Linked DNA regions of Mus musculus: region 1 is linked to region 2. The links are chromatin contacts, called in public promoter capture Hi-C maps. All regions are on one chromosome and are shown on one strand. The core of a region is the stretch at or near the end of the contact, and the rest is flanking DNA. Distances in the headings are between cores, read along the strand shown. Region 1 holds the start of Cd7 (CD7 antigen). Region 2 holds the start of Fscn2 (fascin actin-bundling protein 2).

The links. Promoter capture Hi-C pulls out the DNA fragments that hold promoters and counts their contacts.
Region 1: a contact with region 2 is called in a promoter capture Hi-C map of stem cell-derived epiblast-like cells, with 2.8 times the contacts expected there. The contact joins the promoter of Cd7 here to the promoter of Fscn2 in region 2. A contact is called at or near these places in 2 of 39 promoter capture datasets (pre-B cells and stem cell-derived epiblast-like cells) and 1 of 115 datasets of contacts at active chromatin or transcription factors (memory CD8 T cells).

What each region holds. Positions count from the first base shown.
Region 1 is chr11:121,038,125-121,040,901 of GRCm38.p6, reverse strand. Cd7 (CD7 antigen) reads left to right here and starts at 1,424. Exons shown (of 4, transcript NM_009854.2): 1 at 1,424-1,609; 2 at 2,552-2,777. The coding sequence starts at 1,537. The region is part of intron 1 of Gm11775 (a long non-coding RNA gene); the gene reads right to left.
Region 2 is chr11:120,360,086-120,362,785 of GRCm38.p6, reverse strand. Fscn2 (fascin actin-bundling protein 2) reads right to left here and starts at 1,252. Exons shown (of 5, transcript NM_172802.4): 1 at 252-1,252. The coding sequence starts at 1,077.

The sequences.
Region 1 (2,777 bases), core at 175-2,674, 680 kb before region 2:
CAAAAACCACTCGAGCTGAGACCTGAAAATGAAGCCCCGAGCTAAAGACGCTGCCTGGTGAGCTGGAGAGATGGCCCAGTGGAGAAGACCCTGCCTGATGACAGTGGCCTCCAGAGTCACAACCACAGTGCATCTGATGCTACCGCCCAGCACCCAGATGCACAGAGTCTGTGCCTCTTCAATCAAAATAAATGCACTGGGGTTTGGGTCATCACCTCCTCCTGGAGCCCTGGAGCCCTTAGGCACAGCCCATAGGGCCCTGTGTGTCTATGATCTCTGAAACTTGAGGCATGGTGCCCCAAACAGTCAAAAGTGTCGATGCACGAAGACCACATCAAGGTCAGCCCTGCAGAGGTGGCAGCACTCCAGTCCATGTGCCCCTGGTGTGGCCACGGGCATCCTAGGAAGGAGACTAGGTCTAGGTCTTTGACTGTTCTTACTTCCCTGTAAAGTCTGTCTTTCCATGAACTTCTCCCCTGGGGGCTAGGTGCTGATTTCTTTACTGCCCACCTGACCCAGCTCCCCTCGTATTTCTCTCCAATATTCTCAGGCTGCACAGTTCCATACCTGCTGTCCCTGTGTTACCACAGGTGACCTGTCCCTCCCCAACCCTTTGTTCCTAAAATCTTCCAACTTTGACCTTCCTTTACCTGAGTCCCTCTCCCATGTGCCCTCAAGTACCCCGCATGGCACCCCTGTCTACACCATAGCATTCCAAACCCACCTACAGGGGGAGCATCTTCCCCCTTAGAGTAGGACCCCGGAGGAACTGCTTTGAGTCCCTATGTGACACTGTACACACACACACACACAAACTCACCCCTCAGTGTGACACACTGGCTCTGGTACCAGCAATAAAACTCATGGTTGACAAGAGTCCTAGCTCTCCCCCAACCTGGGAACCAGACACAGGGCCCTCGGTTTTGTCCCAGAAGGCAGATTGCTATTGAAGGGGCTCCTAGCCGCCCTTTGGCCTAGCAGATCTGGCTCAATCATGCTTCTAAGGAAGGATCACCCAGGCCGCCAAGGCAACCACAGCCAAGGCTACTGGGTATGCTGTGTCAGGCTGAAACCCCAGTGTGTCCAGACAACAGGTGAGACCACAGACCTGAACACATCCCAGCAGAAAATGACACAAAAGACCAGAGGAAACTTCAACTCCCTCCCGGCCTCTAAACCTTTAAGTCCCTCTAATTTTTCTTCCAGGTTACAGGACTAGTTCTTATTTCTTCTTCCTCTTGACGTCTCCTGTGGAGACTCTTGGTTAAAGATGATAAAGATGTGGGCCAGCCAACCAGCCAGGGAGGACAGTTGGGGTCAGGTGGCTTCCTCCACCTGGCTTGTTGTGTTCCCTGCCCACCAAGCTCCACCTTCATCTTCAGGAAGCCCTCCCTCGGAGCTTCACCACCAATCGCATTGAACTGCCACACCCCTGTTTCTTCCTCTCAGGGTTTTTGGTGTGAACTTTCACAGTGCTCAGTAATGTGTTGTAGCCAGAGTGGCTGATTTGGCTCAGATCACCTGGATTTGGGCGTCATGACTCAGCAGGCAGTGCTGGCTTTGCTGCTTACACTGGCCGGAATCCTGCCTGGCCCCCTGGATGCCCAAGGTAAGCATCCCTGTAGCAGGGCTCCCAGAGAGCATCTCACACACCCACCTGGGGAAGGGTTGGCCCTGACTTGACTTCCCCAAGTCTTAGTCTTAGACCTGGAATAGTCCCAGCTCCGTGGAAAAGCAGAGACTTGAAAGCTTTAGTTTACAGGACTAACATCTACCCTTGGTGCTTGTGAGAACTGTGTTCTTCAGTTCCCTTTCAGAGCAGCTGTCTGTGGGAAGTCTTGTGGTAAGGTGTAAAAGATCTACAATAAGATTATGGGAGGCTCAGGCTCCCAGGCACAATTCTTGTGCAAAACCAGCATAGTGTTCATTCTGTGAGATGCTGAGGTTTGTACTCAGTCTTGCCTACAGGAAAGTGGGTGGTGTGGGTGCCAGGCACGGCAAACGGGGCTGGAATCTGAAAGAGTGAGTATCCCATGAACAAGTCAACATGTGCCCCTTGCGCAGAGCCACAGGCTCTGGATGCCTAGAAATGATGGGGGGAAGGAGGGTGATGAAGAAACCAGCATCGGAAAGAGTAGGCAAAGAGGAGATAGGACTATGGCTGTCTGGGAGTGACTGACTCACTTAAAAGAGAAAGAAAGAGTACAGCCAGGGTGGGGAGTAGTCAAAAGGGAAGTCCTTGTGTTGAGATGCAACAAAGTTGCCAAGTTCCTATAGCATTTCTGCAGAGAGGGGTGTGATGGAGGAGGCATCTCACAGGAATACAAAATGGGAGAAAGAAACCTGGAGGTGTAGAGAGTGCAGCCCCTGTGCACAGCAAAATGAGACAGCATGTGTGAGCATGCGGGTGCGGGTGCTGTGAGAGATGCTCAAGAGTGTGCAAGGACATACATGAATGTAGGATCTGTGGAGCCTCTGAGATACGTGTTAGCGTGTTTGAGTCACCGTGTGCTGTGCGCCAGCTTGGTGCTAACTGGCTGGTTCTTCACAGACGTACACCAGTCCCCCCGACTCACGATTGCCTCTGAGGGGGATTCTGTCAACATCACCTGCTCTACAAGAGGGCACCTGGAAGGGATCTTAATGAAGAAGATCTGGCCTCAGGCTTACAATGTGATTTACTTTGAAGACCGGCAGGAGCCCACAGTAGACAGGACCTTCTCAGGCCGAATTAATTTCTCTGGTTCCCAGAAGAACCTGACCATCACCATAAGCTC
Region 2 (2,700 bases), core at 3-2,502:
TTGCCCCCAGATTCTGCCTCGCTACGCTGCTACACCTCTCCAATCTTCGAGGCAGCTGCAGTCTAGCAGGCACCACATTTGGCTGATACTCTCCAGATGTCTGGAGAGTGACGAGGACTCCTGAAGCCAGCAGCCCCACTTACACTGTGTGTAGAGACACCCATCTCCAGTAAATAGCGCCCTCCACCCCAGCATGTGGCAGGTCTCTGCATACGTGCACACACTACACAATATCAGCTGCCCTACCCTACCTTGCCTCACAGAGATGTAGCGCCGGTTGGCAGCTACCAGCACCACCTGTGGGTGACTTTGCTCCAGGTCGAAGAGTTCATCCTTGCTGGGCCTCGTGTTGCGACCAGCCTTGAGTGTGCCAGCAGGCCCCACAGGTGCCAGGTACCGGCCGTCACAGTCCTTGAAGGCCAGCTTGCCTGCCTTGAACTCCAGCGTGTAGCAGGCATGGGCTTCAGGTTCCCAGACAAGGCGGCCATCGCTGCGAAGGTAGCGGCTGTCATAAGACTTGAGGCAGTACCGCCTGCTCTGGAAAATGAGGGTGACTAGTGCGTCCACACCCCATGGCATGTCACCGTCTGCTGCCATCTCATCTTCCTGAAGGCACAGGTGCACGTAGCGCCGACGGCTCACACTCAGCAAATGAGCCTGTGGGTGGATGGCCAGGTGCACAGTCCACAGCTCTGCCGGGGAAATGGCCGTGGCAAAGCAGGACAGTCGGTCCTCAATGCCACCGAAGAAGCGGCCGTGTGGCTCTGACTGCAGCACCCAGCGCCCATCAGGCTGCGGCAAGACCAGGAAGCGGCAGTCACGGCCCGGCTGATCCATCTCACAGGCCACACGTCCATCTTCTTCTGCTGACAGGTAGCGGCCTAGGTGACTGCTTCGGAACAGCACGGCAGTGCCCTGCCCCGGGTCAGGCTCCAGGACCCAGATCTGCTTCCTCTTGAGGCTGGCTGCGGAGGCGTTGACCTTGAAGCCAAAGCTCTCTGCAGTCAGGTAGCGGTCGGCATCGTTAACAAGGCCAAACTGGATCTTCAGCACCTGGTGCAGACCGTTGGTTGGCATCTTTGAGGCTAGCCACGTTGCTTCAGGGGCCTGGGAAGGAACTCTCTCTAAGTGTTCTGTTCAGGGGGCCTGTAGCCCCCCCTGAGGCCCAGATCTGTTTATCTGACCCTTGGCTCCCAAGCCTAGCCAGCGACATGGACGCTACCTGCTCCAATGCTGCCTCCCTCTGTCTTGTGGCCTCGGCCACCCAGGCAGATCTTACATGGCCAGCGGGCAGCCGAGGGCGGGTGAGAGGGGCGGATCAGAAGTGCACCGGCTTAGAAGCAGTAGCCAACTTGCCTTAGCCCCAGCTTGGATTTCAGTGGCTCCTGGATGCACCAAGTCCAGAGTCAATGTCCAGCAGGACAAAAGCGAGGCTGACCACCTCCTTGTCCTCACCCATGGCTGCCTGGGTCCTATGCCCTATAAACTGTAGATTCCACGGTTCTTAGTCTCTCTTCTTACTGCCAATTGCTTCAGGGCTTCCCAGTCCCCACCTGAGACCCTGCTTCCAGCCCAGCTCTTTTCCAAGGTAGAAAAGGCAGCCCAGTGGAAAACTCACAGCAGACTGGCAACCTGATCGCAGCCCTCCACCCTCAGTGGCCCGCCAGATCCTCTTCAGGATCCAGTTACTGCATCTCTGATTCCTGCTGCCAGGAGCAATACGGCCCCCTGTAGCATGCAGCAGCAGCCTGTCCTATCCCCCTGGCCACACAGTTCCTATCCTTGTGTGTGGCCCTGAGCTTGACACTGTCCTGTGTCTGCCCCTGAGTCATGGGCTGGGGAGGCGGCAGGGAGGACCTAAGTGGCACACATAAGCTGGGACACCTTGACCCTCAGCAGGGATGACAATGCTGAGACAGATACCCTGGTGTGCCTCGTCCACTTGGTTTGGAAAGAGCAGCCTCATATGGTATGCTAGGCAACCATGTGATGCTCACATCCAGGACTACATGTGCAGGGACACACCTGTGTAGCAGGGTATGCCAGGGATCCTATGTTCCCTGCTGACTCTCGCTCAGGGCATGATGCTCTTCCCTTCTGTGCAGGGAGCTCAGGGTGGTCTAGCTTCAACTGCCTTTGACGGAATTGGAGACCTGATTACTGCTGCCCAGATCACAGGGTTATGGGCTTGGCCTGTGGCTTTTACAGACTTGAATATAGGGGGGCTGTGTGGGGCACAGTCTTCCCCGTGCTTCTAAAAGCACTCCCATAAAATCCAAGAGGGAGCTGGGTGGTGCAGCTTAGGAGATGCTGGAAGCTGGCCGCACCTGACCCCTGACCTCTTATCCCTGGGACCACTGGCTGTACCCTGTCCATCCTGAGTCTGACAGGCATCGTAGGGAGCGTCAGTAGTCCTGCTCAGTTCTTACCCTGCACCTGCCTCAGGGGACCAGAGCCAAGCAGGAAACCAGAGCTGTCCATCCTGGGCCTGAGCCAGAACTGGCGTCTTCTTCCTCATAACTGTGTGACCACGCGGGAGGGCCTTCCTGAGGGACAGTAACAGGAGGATGTGGAATGCTTCCAGCTGTGACCCCAGTCATCCTTTCCTCATTCCGCGCCTGTCAGCCCTCAAGTGGCCATGGCCAAACCGACACAGAGGTCTATATTAAGGGAGGATGCAGAGGGTGAGGTAGGTTGATC